Regions from separate parts of the Mus musculus genome. Here all the other regions are linked to region 3. The links are chromatin contacts, called in public Hi-C, HiChIP or PLAC-seq and promoter capture Hi-C maps. All regions are on one chromosome and are shown on one strand. The core of a region is the stretch at or near the end of the contact, and the rest is flanking DNA. Distances in the headings are between cores, read along the strand shown.

Evidence for each region. Promoter capture Hi-C pulls out the DNA fragments that hold promoters and counts their contacts. A called contact is a pair of places that touch in the nucleus more often than the background predicts. HiChIP or PLAC-seq counts read pairs in DNA pulled down with a chosen protein or histone mark.
Region 1: a contact with region 3 is called in a promoter capture Hi-C map of hippocampal neurons, with 4 times the contacts expected there. The contact joins the enhancer-like site here to the promoter of Stk3 in region 3. A contact is called at or near these places in 9 of 39 promoter capture datasets (the 3T3-L1 cell line, 3T3-L1-derived adipocytes, cranial neural crest and 5 more), 1 of 484 Hi-C or Micro-C datasets (uterus), 11 of 115 datasets of contacts at active chromatin or transcription factors (the NIH/3T3 cell line, acute myeloid leukemia, astrocytes and 8 more) and 1 of 9 other capture datasets (embryonic stem cells).
Region 2: a contact with region 3 is called in an H3K27ac HiChIP or PLAC-seq map of microglia, with 5 times the contacts expected there. The contact joins the promoter of Laptm4b here to the promoter of Stk3 in region 3. A contact is called at or near these places in 2 of 115 datasets of contacts at active chromatin or transcription factors (astrocytes and microglia).
Region 4: a Hi-C map of cerebral cortex shows a contact between it and region 3, with 4 times the contacts expected there. The contact joins the enhancer-like site here to the promoter of Stk3 in region 3. A contact is called at or near these places in 5 of 39 promoter capture datasets (the 3T3-L1 cell line, the C10 cell line, hippocampal neurons and 1 more), 2 of 484 Hi-C or Micro-C datasets (cerebral cortex and cortical neurons), 7 of 115 datasets of contacts at active chromatin or transcription factors (astrocytes, craniofacial prominence, embryonic limb bud and 4 more) and 1 of 9 other capture datasets (embryonic stem cells).
Region 5: a contact with region 3 is called in a promoter capture Hi-C map of hippocampal neurons, with 2.3 times the contacts expected there. The contact joins the enhancer-like site here to the promoter of Stk3 in region 3. A contact is called at or near these places in 3 of 39 promoter capture datasets (cranial neural crest, hippocampal neurons and pre-B cells) and 1 of 115 datasets of contacts at active chromatin or transcription factors (astrocytes).

What each region holds. Positions count from the first base shown.
Region 1 is chr15:35,913,720-35,916,419 of GRCm38.p6, reverse strand. Vps13b (vacuolar protein sorting 13B) reads right to left here. Exons shown (of 62, transcript NM_177151.4): 57 at 1,470-1,646. Among named protein-coding and RNA genes, the nearest start is that of Cox6c, 23 kb to the left of the region's middle. Within about 2 kb of position 1,384, at least 52 of the 459 cell types and tissues checked have an H3K27ac peak or open chromatin away from gene starts, as enhancers often do. A contact at or near this core is called in hippocampal neurons and uterus, where this site is marked.
Region 2 is chr15:34,236,699-34,239,510 of GRCm38.p6, reverse strand. Laptm4b (lysosomal-associated protein transmembrane 4B) reads right to left here and starts at 1,485. Exons shown (of 7, transcript NM_033521.3): 1 at 1,089-1,485. The coding sequence starts at 1,187.
Region 3 is chr15:35,154,437-35,157,136 of GRCm38.p6, reverse strand. It overlaps Stk3 (serine/threonine kinase 3), which reads left to right and starts at 1,331. Exons shown (of 11, transcript NM_019635.2): 1 at 1,331-1,610. The coding sequence starts at 1,585.
Region 4 is chr15:34,543,612-34,546,365 of GRCm38.p6, reverse strand. No RefSeq gene overlaps it. Among named protein-coding and RNA genes, the nearest start is that of Gm22208, 13 kb to the right of the region's middle. Within about 2 kb of position 1,400, at least 5 of the 459 cell types and tissues checked have an H3K27ac peak or open chromatin away from gene starts, as enhancers often do. A contact at or near this core is called in cerebral cortex, where this site is marked.
Region 5 is chr15:35,845,751-35,848,450 of GRCm38.p6, reverse strand. Vps13b (vacuolar protein sorting 13B) reads right to left here. Exons shown (of 62, transcript NM_177151.4): 43 at 1,444-1,605. Among named protein-coding and RNA genes, the nearest start is that of Gm41292, 40 kb to the left of the region's middle. Within about 2 kb of position 1,295, at least 21 of the 459 cell types and tissues checked have an H3K27ac peak or open chromatin away from gene starts, as enhancers often do.

The DNA of each region.
Region 1 (2,700 bases), core at 135-2,634, 760 kb before region 3:
AACCCTATTTGCTATAGAAGATTTATGAAGTTTTGGTAATCTGGACATTGACTGATAGAAAAGTCAACAAAGGAACCCAGGCAATGATTCTGTTTGGTTTTCCTAAAAAAAGACAACTTCCCATGCTCCAACAGTCCCAACTGCTCCAGCAAGTACATATGGATCTCAGCAGCAAAACCAGAAGACACCAATAGAGAAGAAATGGCAGGTCCCACTTCTGAAGCTATCATTTTTACCTGTGGTCTGAACACATAAGATACCCAGACACACTCAGACAGATGAACACACAGACTTGAACACATAGACACACATACAGACATGAATCACAGACACACACAGATGTATGAACACAGACACACACAGACATATAAACACAGAGACATATGAACACACAACACAGACAGACACACACACAGACACACACACACACAGACAACCCCCCCCCCCCCCGATTTTGCTAAGATGGGAGAACAAATGTAAGAAGCAGTCAGGATGCTAAATAAGCTGAGCTACAGTTTAACAGGTGTTTGCTGTCCTATTGTAAAACACAAACACCAGAACCTCAGAGGACCCATGGCAGGACTGAGAAGCCCACCAGGCACACATCTGTGAGTTTCTAGTCCGCTCCCAGGCCTCCCGGGATCTGGGGCTGGGGGAGGCTCCCTTTCATTGTCCATGGAATTTGTTTTTATTACTCTGGCTGCTCTCTTGCCAACCCCCCACCAGGAGCCCCCACCCTCACTATGGATCATGGAGTCTCATATTTCAAGCCTAAGTCTTCTTTTGAGGTCTTCTAGAGTCTTCAGTAACCTGCCCACTCATAACAGAGTTATGGTATTGTCTACAGTAAAATGCCTTTTATGGGCAAGAAGGCCTTTGCCCTGTTTTCTCTGCCTCCCGCTGAGAAGAAAAGGGGACTCAGATGGCCCTTGTTAGTTCCCTGGTCACTGCCAACCTGACCAAAATATCGAGCAAACACTGGATGAAATGAAAACATTCTCCTGGTGGGAAGCAGTTTAGCCTCCATGCCTGATGACCTGTCTGGACCACAAGATGGCACTGTGGATGTAGGGAGTGGGAGTAAAGCTGGCTTAGCAGTCAGCTTCCCCACTACAATGAGTCCATGTCCTTAGACAGCTATGACAACTGTATCTGCATTTTAGAAACATGATGAGGCAACTGGTGTGGGAGCCCTGCTGCTTAGCAGAGGTCACAAACACTGTCAGTATTTCTATATTTATTGTATAGAATAACAGTGGAGCCAGTTTGTGTTTTCTCAATGAGAACGTTTCTGAAACATTTTTAAACACTACAGGCAAGCAGTGATTTGTTTAAAACATGAGCTTTGCTATCATCCCAGCATTTCACAGCAAGTTAACACAACAGAAGCTGCAGGCTGGGTGAGCAAACTGAACAGCATGAACGCTTGAAACACAAGACAAGGCCCTGCAAGGACCGGCACCCGCTACCTTTGGAAATGTGCTTGACGAATGATGTGGTCCCTCTGGAGACTCCGCTCACGAAGGCTCCTGGGCCTCGGGTCAATCCCTCATATGGAAGCCTGAAGAAGTCCGAGATCCCATTCCCAATGCTTCTCACTAAGCTGGCGGGGCTGCCGAGGATTTCCAGAGACCCCACCACCCAGCCTGCAACACAAAGGGAAGGGGTTATTGAGACCTTGAGTTCAGCACTTTCAACACTCATGAAAAGTGGCCTGCTTTCTCTAAAATTCCCTTTCCACACTAGAACGAAGGGTGTATGACACCCATAAGCTTCTTTGGAGCAAAATATGGGAAATCATATCTGTGAATTCATAAATGGTGAACTTTCATACTTTATAAATCACAGTGTTCCTCTGGCAGCCTTGCAAATGGCTTTAATATGACTTCTGTGCCCAAGCCTCCTGTACTCCTGTAAAGGGAGCCATGTGCAGAGAACACCTCCAGCTCAGTCAGGCACTCTGGGCTGCAGGTGCTCACAGACTGAGATGTTTCTCCCTATCTGTCAGGGCGGCGGCGGCAGCAGCAGCAGCAGCAGCAGCAGCAGCAGCAGCAGCAGCTGCCTGGTGGTGAGAAGCCAGATGCTAAAATAGGGTATTGCAAAAGGGATGCAAGCTTTGACAAGGATGGAGGGTTCTTTTTAATCTTTCACAATCCTATCAAGCTGAGTACTTCTCTTAGAGTGGAGCTAGAGCCAAACAAATGTCTCTCCTTCAACCCTATTGGGCTGTGTAAACATCGGTGACAGGGACACACTGATTAGGTTAGCGAGAGGGAAGTGCTCCCCCACCCATGTCCCAGGAGCGTGGCTTTGGGTCTGCTTTCCTATTTAAATTCAGACTTGCCAGGAGCTGGCCTGCTCCAGTGGCTTGCTCACAGCCTTCTGCCTTTTCCCTTCCGCCTGGGGTGGGGACTGAGGGCTTGTAAGCCCAGAGGACTCCAGGGGCAGGCAAAGACCAGGGGCAGGGAGAGGAGAGATCTGAAAAAGCAACTTCCTTTAGGAATCTTTATGCCAAACTCAGTACTGTGGCCTTTTTATTGGGAAGGCTGTGAGGTAAGGCAAAGGATGGGAACTGTTCCCTCTCTCAATAGCAAGTCTCTGTGACAGAGATCCTCAGTTAAGTCACCAACCGAAGAGGGAGGCCAAGTCCCCAGGTCACTATCAAAGCAGAGAGCTTCCTAAAGTAGAGAGCATAGGACT
Region 2 (2,812 bases), core at 236-2,735, 920 kb after region 3:
TGAGGCCACTTTCCACACTCCAACTATGGTTTTAAATTCCTGTAAATTCCTTGGCTTTAAGAAAAGTCAGGGCTGAGCCAATACATTAATGTTCAATTTGCATTCACACTGAACAGCCAGAACCCACATATACCAAAGGTCTGTTGGAAAGCTTTTAAGACTAAAAAATTCTATTATGCGGCCATAATGGACCCAACTAAAGAAAACTTGAGACTATAAATAGAACTGTAACATCACGTGGAAGGGGAATGCATTGTTTAAAATGGCACAAGGCAGTTTACAATTCAATACTGAATATCTTTTTAAACTATCAAAGGGAGCTAAGAATATGTTCTAACTAAAAAGTTTTATATGCCACTTAACTACCACTTTCAACTACATTTCGTTGTTCTGCAGCAAGTAGCTCGGATCTCTCTAAAATGATGTCACAAAATCCAAAATATTGAGGAATCCGACTCAGTCCAAGGCTGCCAACCACCAACCAAGGGCAGCCAGCGCCACAGGGCAAGAATCCATCAAGCTAACTCGCTGCCCCAGAGAATCACATGTTTGTTCTTGACACAAATGTGAGCGCCAACCTGAAGGCCATTTTTAAAGAAAACTAAATTTGCCCGCCGTGCCTATTCAGAGGGATCACCTGTCCTCGGGCAGGAACCTGAGTGGTTGTTAAGATGGCTTCTCCAAGCCAACTGGAACACAGGCACACTTGGGTACCTTCCCTGTGTAAGAGCTTTAAACAGGCGTACGCAGGAAAATCCTCTCGAGAGGAACAAGAATTTCCCAACCGTTTCTGCTCGGACGCGAACTCGCGAGGGCGAACGCTGTGTAGCCGTGGTGCGTCCCGGGGGTGAACATGCCCGGCCCGCACCTCGCAGGGCCCGGTGCCCCACCCCCCCCCGCCCGGCCCCACATGCCCCCGCCACTGCAGCCCGGCTCTCCCCGAGAATTAACTTTCTAATAATACAACTTTAGGCGGATGATCGCGGGCGGCCCCCAGACCGACGCCGACCTAGAAGCGACTTAGTGGCGCGGGGTGAGCGGCGCGCGTGGGGACCCCGGGGGCTCCCTCGACGCCAGGGCGCGCTCACCAGGTACCAGACGCCCAGCAGGATGGTGCCGGTGCGGACATGGCAGCACAAACAGCAGCTGTGGGAGTAGAACCGAGTCCAGGGAGCGACCATCTTCATAGCTCCGGCGCTCGTGGAAGTTTGTGAGAGCGTCGCTCGCTTCGTCTTGGGTCCGCTGCTCCTGCCCCTCTCCTTGGCCGCCCCGACCCTCGGACCGCTCGCCCGACCCTTGGCTCTGCACTGTACCGAGAGCTCCGAGTGGCCGCTGCGACGGGACACTGGGCTCGAAGACCGCGGCGACGCTAGGAGGCAGGGGGGAGGAGAAGCCGTGGGTCACGTGGCCTGCCCGGGCTCGTGATGTCACCACCGGCTCCAGCCAGCTGCGGGCGCTGGGAGCGCTGCGCCAAATAAATGCTTCCTTGCTGGACCCTGAGGGAGTCTCCAGAATTTTCCTCCGGAAATGGGGTGCACCTTTGGTTAGGATTCAGATTCATTCCAGCTGTGTTTGCCTCACATCTAGCTTGCAAATAACCGGTGAATGCTGTGCTAGGATTGTAGTTATCTTGCAAACTGGCGGAAGGAAGGAAAACTGCTTAGAATGATTATTCCAGTCAACTGCGGTACTTTGAACCACTGCGGAACCCGCAGAGAGCAATTTATCTCAGCTTCCCAGCTCAATTACTTTAGTAGCAATCTTTTCCCAGAAAATAGAATGTGTGTCAAGGGCATCCTCACTGTGCTTCCGTGGCATTTTTAATAATGACTGAAGTTCTAGTAAAACAAAAACAAAAAAACAATTACTGCCAAAAGATCTATGCAAGTCACAATACACAGCGTTGAAAGAGCCCAGGCAGAGGACTAGGGTCTGGGGGCGGGGGATGTCCCTCCAGCTGCTGTTTTGGATAGGATCCAAGTTTAGCCTTTGATGACCACAGTGCTAGCTAAGAAGCTCTGATAACTTAAATTAAAAGTTCGTGTGAAGCCGGGCATTGGTGGTGGTGCACGCTTTAAATCTCAGCAGTCAGGAGACAGAGGCAGGCCAGCGTCTATAGAGCAAGTTCCAGGACAGCCAGTCTAGTCTATAGAGCAAGTTCCAGGACAGCCATCCTAGTCTATAGAGCAAGTTCCAGGACAGCCATCCTAGTCTGTAGAGCAAGTTCCAGGACAGCCAAAACTGCACAGAGAAACCCTGTTTCAGGAAAGGAAAGAAGGAAGGAAGAAAGGAAGGAAGGAAAGGAAGGAAGGGAAAAAAAGAGACCATGTGAAAGTTTTATTTCAGGATTAGAACAAGAAATAAAATGGGTTCAATTTGGCCGGTCAGTGGTGGCGCATGCCTTTAATCCCAGCACTTGGGATGCAGAGGCAGGTGGATTTCTGAGTTCAAGGCTAGCCTGATCTACAGAGTAAGTTCCAGGACAACTAGAGCTATACAGAGAAGCCCTGTCTTGAAAAACAACAAAAATTTAAAAAAGTTTTAAAATGGGTTCGATTTAAATTAAAGTACATGTCAAATAAGATGAAAGATGGTTCAAGATTGGTTAGTTTCACAAAGACGTGCATCTACCACACTCTAGTTTAAACTTGGCTTCTATTCCCAGAGATACCACGTGTAGGTCCTTGAGCAAAGATACAAGCAGGATAACTGTTGTGGGAGGAATTGGAAAAGCTCGGTATTTGTTTCTTTTCTTCGTAACATTAAAGATAATTTTCTCTCTGGGATTGTCTATTGTTAGTTATGGGCTGGG
Region 3 (2,700 bases), core at 82-2,581:
TCTGTTCCAGAGGATGTGAGTTCAATTCCCAGCAACCACATGCGGCTCACAACCATTTGTAGTGGGATCTGATGCCGTCTTCTGGTATGTCTGAGGAAAATTACAGCATACTCATATATATAAAGGCTGGCATTACTGTGTGTGTGCATGATGAGGGTGTGGAAGTGTGTGCATGTGTGAGAGAGATGTGGCAAGGGTGTGTGTGTGTGTAAGCCAAGGACAACTTTGTAAAGTCTGTTCTCTCTTTACACTTGTAGACTCATCAGGATTGTGTGGCAAGTGCCTTTGCTTACAGAACCCCCTCATGGCCCAGTATTGACATTTTAATCACTTAGTTTTTGTTATTGTTCCTATTGTCCTGAGTAGATGAAATAGATATCAAGGTGTGTGTCTTATTTAGTTTCAGTTGATACTCATTTTGACTAATATTGACTTCATACACATGGCTCCAACCTCTAAGAAAACTTTGCCCAATTCGTTTTAAAGAATATTCTAGAAAAAAAAATAAGCAAACTCATTTGTATAGTTGTGAGAAGATGTGTGTGTGTATTTTATGGTTAAATAGTAGACAAATGAATGTGTAAGGGGTCAAGTTCAATGGGGGTTAGGGCTGTCGGGGTCGGGGACCCAAGAAAAAAAGAAAGATATTCCTTTAGTATCTTTTTCCAAGCACTATAACTAGTCATGGGCTTTCCATGTTACCCAACAGGGCATCCAGCAAGACTCTGGTGTTCTAAATTTGTGCACCAAGAGATCACTGCAGTAAATATTTTCTGTCATTGGACTGTAATTATTATGCTTGTATACAATCAAAATCAACCAGAATTTCCAGAAGTATCCCAACTACTATAGTTACAAATGCCAATTGGCTTGGGGGGCAGGGGAACGTAGCTAATAATAACTAATAATTATAAACAGGACAAGAGAGGGAAGTGAGGGCAGTTTTACTTCAAACAGATTTACAAGATGATTGGCATGTATTCTTGGGGAATCCTGAGAAATGAGTCAAATCTCTAGTGGACTAGCACCCCTCCACCAGCACAGTAGCTTTTGGGTTGCCAAAGTCTCACTCTGGTAGCAAGACATCTTCTTTCTGAGCTGGGCACTCCTTTTGGTGGCCTTTCTCCACTACTCTCACCAGCGCTTGGACCCGCCCACCCTTCCCGGGCTGCGCTCCGCCCACCCTCCCTAGCCCTGCTAAGGCCCGCCCGCCTTCCAGGGCGCATCCTGTTCACTATCCCTGGCTGAGCTAGGGCCCGCCCACTCTTCTGGACCGCGCTAGGTTCCGCCCACTTTCCCGGGACACGCTCCGCCCACCCTCCCTGTCCGCGCTCCGTCCCGCCCACCCTCGCTGCGCCGGCCTCTTCCCACCAGCTCGGAGCTGCAGGCCACGGCCGAGGGGCGGGGCGGGGCGGCCGGGAGGAACCGCGTTGAGGAGCGGGAGGGAGATCCGCCGCGGAGTTACGTGAAAGTTGGTTCGAGTTTCCCGGTGTGATCCCTTGCGTTCGGCCGGCTGCTCCCGGGCTCCTTTCCTCCCTACGGCCTTCACGGTCCATTCGGCCCTTCTTTCTGCCACCGGCCGCCATGGAGCAGCCGCCGGCGTCCAAGAGGTAACGACGGCGGGAGCGGGATGAGGACGGAAGCAGCGGCGCGGGGCGGGGGCTACTAGGCCCGGCCTGCCGCCGCGACCCTGTCCCCGCCTGCTCGGCGCTGAGCGCAGCCTGGTCCAGGCGCCCACCGTTCGGCTCCGTCCCTCTGCGAGGCCAGGGACCCAGAGGGGACGCCGAGTCTCCGTGCCGACGTCTTGAGGGCCTGGTGCGCCGCAAATTGAGTGGCCCTCGCTGGGTTCCCGGCCCTTCTGGTGGCTAGGAGGGTTTGAGTAGTAAATTCCAGAAACCTGGAGATAAGGACATCAATGCACGCTTCTCTTATTCTCTCTCTCTCTCTCTCTCTCTCTCTCTCTCACACTCTCTCTCTCTCTCTCTCTCTCTCTCTCTCTCTCGATCAAGTCTTCTTAATAATATAACCATTCACTTTGTGAAGACAGATCGCTTATTTACAGTTTAAGGAATTAAGTATATTAATAGCCACGCAGAATGTAAAACATTATGGATGTGCAGCAATGACAGGTGTTTCCCCCCTCCCCCCAAAGTTCTAAAGAATTTATGGATCCAAGATAGATGGAATGTTAACTTAGAACCTCTCCCCCATATAGTTTTGCACATAAAAACAGTGATACTTTGGTATGCTATATATTGTTTATGTTTAATCATGGACATATTGGATGCATCTGTGTACAATATGTTTGAACTAATCATTTCAATCATCTTAGGAAACTAAATGTCCATTGATAAACGTTCATAATGTCTTCTCCCTGTTCTCCATGAATGAATAAAATAATTGTTTGACGCTGGGTAAAACATTTAACCTCACTTTCATTTATAATTTACAAAACTGTCTAAGAGAGTGCTATAGTGAAGATTAAAGTCTTCATGTGCTCTAATATCTAGAGATATTTAGATGTAAGGTGTTAGACTCATGAGGTGGAATCGTTAAAAAGGTAGGCACTTTGAGAACCGTTGTGAATTGTGTGATTAGACATGTGAGCCTTGGTTTCTGGAAACCATCTGTTCAGATGCAAAAAAGGGGAGGATGTGGACAGTTTCCCAGAAGGGACAGGCTATCCTTCTGGGCCCTGGA
Region 4 (2,754 bases), core at 151-2,650, 610 kb after region 3:
TAGGCAAATGGATGGACATGGAGGATAGCATCCTAAGTGAGGTAACCCAATCACAAAAGAACACACGTGATATGCACTCACTGATAAGTGGATATTAGCCCAGAAGCTCAGAATAGCCAAGATACAATTCGAAAAACACATGAAACTCAACAAGAAGGAAGACCAAAGTGTGGATAATTTGATCCTTCTTAGAAGGGGGAACAAAATCAGAGCAGAGACTAAAGGAATGACCATCCAGAGACTTCCTCACCTGGGGATCCATCCCATAAACAACCACCAAACCCAGACGCTATTTTGGATGCCAACAAGAGCTTGCTGACAGGAGCCTGATAAAGCTGTCTCCTGAGAGGCTCTGCAAGTGCCTGACAAATACAGAAGTGGATGCTCACAGCCAACCATTGAACAGAGCACAGGGTCCATAATGAAGGAGCTAGAGAAAGTACCCAAGGAGTTGAAGGGGTTTGCAGTCCCATAGGAAGAACAACAATATGAACTAACCAGTACACCCAAAGCTCCCAGGGGACTAAACCATCAACCAAAGAAAACACATGGTGGGACTCATGGCTCCAGCTGTATATGTAGCAGAGGATGGCCTAGTTGGTCATCAATGGGAAGAGAGGCCCTTGGTCCTGTGAAGTTTCTATGCCCCAATATATGGGAATGCCAGGGCCAAAAAATGGGAGTGGGTGTGTTAAGGAGCAGAGGGAGGGGTAGGGGAGAGGGGGTTTTTGGAGGGGAAACTAGGAAAGGGATAACATTTGAAATGTAAATAAAGAAAATACCTAATTTAAAGAAAGAATAGTCAAGTAGATAGATGGATGGTTAATTAATTGAATTGATTAATAGAAAAGATACAATCTCTGCCCTTGAGACTCTTACTATCTGGTTGAATAGGTCTCTTTGCATAGATTAGTGTAAGAACAACACATTTTTCAAAAGATTTGAAGTCTGATGTGGGGGAGCGAGGTGGCTCAGCTGTTAAGAGCACTGTCTACTCTTCCAGAGGACTTGGGTTCAATCCAGTCACCCACATGGCATCTCACAGTTCACAATCATCTATGACTCCAGTCCCAGGGGAATCCCTTCCCCTCTTAATGGCCTCCAAAGACACCAGGAATGCATGTGGAGCACATAAATGCATACAGGCAAAACATTCTGCACATAAGCACAAAATAAAATAATTGAATAAAATAAAAGACATTTTTCTTTAACACCCAGCCAGAAAAGTCTCTCTCTCTCTCAGTCCTTCCCTGGCCAAAAAAAAAAAAAAAAAAAAAAAAAAAAAAAATCCTCGTCATGAAGAAGCTCCTGAGAGGAGGAAAGTCATCTGTGACCTTATGGTCCAGACCCAAACCAGCTGGGCCTGAGAGCCAAGAAAGAGTGCTAAGAGCAAGCAGAGCTGCTTGGCTGCTGTGCCTACCCAGTGCTGGGGCAGGTGCCAGGAAGTGCTTGGGACACCAGGCATGGGGAATGGGGAGCCAATGTCGATGCTGCCAAAGGGGCAGGACTGGAAGCAGCATGGAGCACAAACACTCAGACCCTGTGGCTCTCCCAGGGTGCGCAGCTGTAATTCTACCTAAGTCCCTGCCTGTACTAGTTAAGTCACTATGTGTAACCAATCACCCCAAACTGTAAAACCCTGAACAACAATCATAATCAGCCTGTATCATTTCCGTGGGTCAGAAAGCGAGGGTCAGTTTGGCTGGGCAGTTCTGTCTCAGTGCCTGGGGAAGTTATAGGGATGTACTCAACAAAGGTTGCAGACTCTAGGCTGGAGGGTGGGAAAGACAACCCACTCAGTAAACTGCCTGCCTCCCAAGCATGAGGACACAGGCCATTTGACAGACAGACCCTGCCTCGCCATACCCTAATATCACCTAAGAAGCAGTTACATAAGCGATTACGTTGAACCTTATCATCAACAAAAAGGCTGAAAATGCCAGGTCCAAAGAAAACTCCACTCTCCCAAATTCTGGTGCCCTAATTTCCTCTACCAAAGGAGCCACTTCTTTATCTGACCGAAGGACAAATGGCTATGTGTGGTGCCTATTAGCACACCAAAACTCCTGCTGGCCTCTGGGCTCTCTCAGCATTGCAAATACCTATTACAGAGTCTGAGCTAGCATCCAGGCTCTTCCTGACCCCTACCCTAAACTTCTCCAGCTCACAAGATTCCCTCCCCCATCCTCTCATTTCCATAACCCTGCACACACTCTGACTCCTCTCTCTCTCTCTCTCTCTCTCTCTCTCTCTCTCTCTCTCTCTCTCTCTCTCTCTTGCTCACTCACTCTAAACCCCTCCAATCCAATCTGCTAGCCTTGCTCAGTCTACTACTTTGTTTACTTGCTCTGGACTCTTCCAGATGCCTCTGGCTGGAGGCTCCATCATAGCTGCAATAAAAACATTCCCTTCAACCATACCTTGAAGAACAAACTGGGGGCTTCCAGCGTTCCTCAGTGGCCTGTACTTCATTGTCTCTTCTGAATCACATGTCTCCTAGTTCACTATCTCTTCCATGTCACACATCTCCCATTCAGTGTCTCTTCCATGTTCATGTCTCCTAGTTCACTGTCTTGTCCATGTCACAGGTCTCCTAGTTCACTGTCTTTTCGTGTTATGTGTCTTCTTCTGGTTTTTTTCTGCCTTCAGCTGTTCTCTTAAAACCTATTTTTAGCAAACACAGAAGTGGATGCTCACAATCAGCTATTGGATGGATCACAGGGCCCCCAATGGAGGAGCTAGAAAAAGTACCCA
Region 5 (2,700 bases), core at 46-2,545, 690 kb before region 3:
TAGAGTGTACAGCCACGTGGTATTGTAGTTACTTGGATGCGTATTTCTTGCCACTGATAGTGCATTGCTGGGATGCAGTGACCATGGAAGGCTATACAGCTAGTGCTACTATGGTTGGGCTTGCCTGGTGCAGGCCTTGTGTGTGTGTGTATGCCTCTACTTTTGTGACTAATTAAAAAAAACAACAAAAGAAACAAATAGAATGAGACAAAGAAACAAATGTAACATCCTCACGTCACACAGGGCAAATGAAAACTCTAACATGGAAAAGTTGCACAAAAATTGGAAAATATATATGATCTAGGGTAAAATTATGAATGCAGTATCATATTGTGTGAGAAGCTTTTAAAAGAATTTGTACTAAAAGGTACTGGAGAGACGGTTCATTGGTTTGGTTCCCAGCATCTCTGTCAGGCAGCTCATCTCCAGGGCTCCTACACTTTAGCATCTGTGAACACCTGTACACATATCTACCCTACTCACTCCCACATATATTAAAAGTCTTTTAAAAGAGAATTTGTATTACAAAAGCTTAGAGTTTTAATGTCCTGTTAGATTAATTTGATTTAAAATTAAGATATTTAAATGAATATTTCATTGTATCTACATTTTCAAATTTTATGAGAATGGGGTGATTTCATGTGAAAAATCTCAAGATAACTAAAAGACAGGAATCTAGCTCTTAAGGTACAGACAAGAAAAGAAAGGAGGTGGAGTCTGAAGTGGAACAGACTCTGAAGCTGGCCTATGACCACATGGGAAAACTTGCTCTCTAATTGAATGACTTGCTTTTAATCACAAGCAGATAATAGTTTATTACCCAGAGTTTTAGAAATACACTATTCTTGGGAATACTTCCTAGGACTTCTTTTTCTCATTTAAGACCACATCTTTGCATTTAATTCATCTGTAGACTATCCCTGCAGGGCACATCTCTCTAATTATCCCCATCTAAAGTGACAGAATGGAATTATACCACTTGGAAAACAGACATCCTTTGCTGTGTCTTTTCTCAGTGCTCCTCAGGGCAAAGTTTGTCATTGTGGTCACTGTATGATTCTGACTGTGACTTTCTGCCTTTACTGTTGACAAGCATCTGCCTGGTACATCTGAATAGTGGTTATTTGCCCAGCACCTGTGCTGACTGCATACCGAGCTCTAGTCTAGCTCCTTACACAGAGCAGGGGCTGTTCACCCCCATTCTGGGAAAAGCAAAGCACAGAAGTACAGCATGCTTGTCCAGCACAGGACAAGAGCTCTGCTCTACAGGCCTGTCTCTTTCCCCAGCAGTACCCATGCTTACCAGGGAGCATGGCCTGTGAGCATTCCTGGGTCTCCATCAGATGCCACTACACAGGGAAATAACCACACACAGACATAACTGCAGAATAAACAAATCCCCAATCGGAACAATGGCTGTTTGTAAGACTGATTCGCAAATACCTGTGGGGATTTATGAGAACGCCAGCTGTACTGGTGACTGTGGAGACTCGCCAAAAGAATATTTTCATCAGTATCCACCTGGCCAAACCGCAGTGTCTCCTGTGTGTCATTACAGATCACAAAGTGGCTGAAGACCAACTCTTCTACCTCAGGGCATTTGTTCTGGAAGAAAAAGAATATGAAAGCCAATGTGCGTATCAGATTAATTGCAAGATGTTTGGCAGCTGTCTGCCCAGTGGCCATTGTTTTAACACACAAACGTTAAAGCATCTGCTGTCATTAGCTCTGGTATACAGAATATTCTATACTTTTAGGATAAGCACAACAAAAATATCTTAAAGACATTATATGTTCCAGGAATGTGTTTTGATTTATAGTCCTACAAAATAAATCATACACACAGAAGAGGAAAAGAACAATGAGATCCCACAAACGTTTAACATTTCTTAAAACGAATTAACATGCTATAAAGAGTGCTGTGCTGGGCTGTGCACATTTCTGAACAGAGTACCAGAGGCTAGAATTACCATGTTCCCAGCCCTCTAAACTCTACAATCAAGGCCAATTACCAAAGCCACAGTTTGTACCCTACAGAAAGTAAGGATCATTTAGGTTACTACAATCCTGGGTCCCTTAAGAGGGAGAGAGGGAGCGTGTGTGTGTGTGTGTGTGTGTGTGTGTGTGTGTGTGTGTGTGTGTGTGTATGTGTGTGTGTGTAAATCTGCCCAGGGAGAGATATAAATAAAACCATAACTTTCCCTCTATTGTTAAGAGGCTGAACAGATCAACTCCAGAACCCATTTAAAGGCCAAGTTGCAGTTTTTAAGAGGATTGGTGTTAGTTGAAAAGGTTTCCAGTATCTGTTTCACTCAGCAATGGGTCAGTAGCTAATATGTCCCATAAGCAGTAAAGGATCATCTAACTAGCATGAGGTTTCTATGCTGATACCTTTTTCTCAGCCTAATGAGTCCCTACTAGTTGTGACATCAAAATCACCGGCTGCACTGTCTTTATCACCCAGGTTGTAGCATAAAAGCAGTCACCATGGTTTTAGGAAACTAAAAGCATAGCTAAGAAAGCGATCCCCTTGAGGATCTAAACTTCCAAGTAGCTTATCAATTTGCAGGAGGTAACAGAGTAGACACCTGTCTCAAGTGGACCTCTGTTTCCTGGCTCAGGATCTACAGAAGGCCTCCCCCTTTATGGAGAAGAGGGGGGAAGTAAAGGGTGACCTAATTCAGAAGCAAGACGATGCAG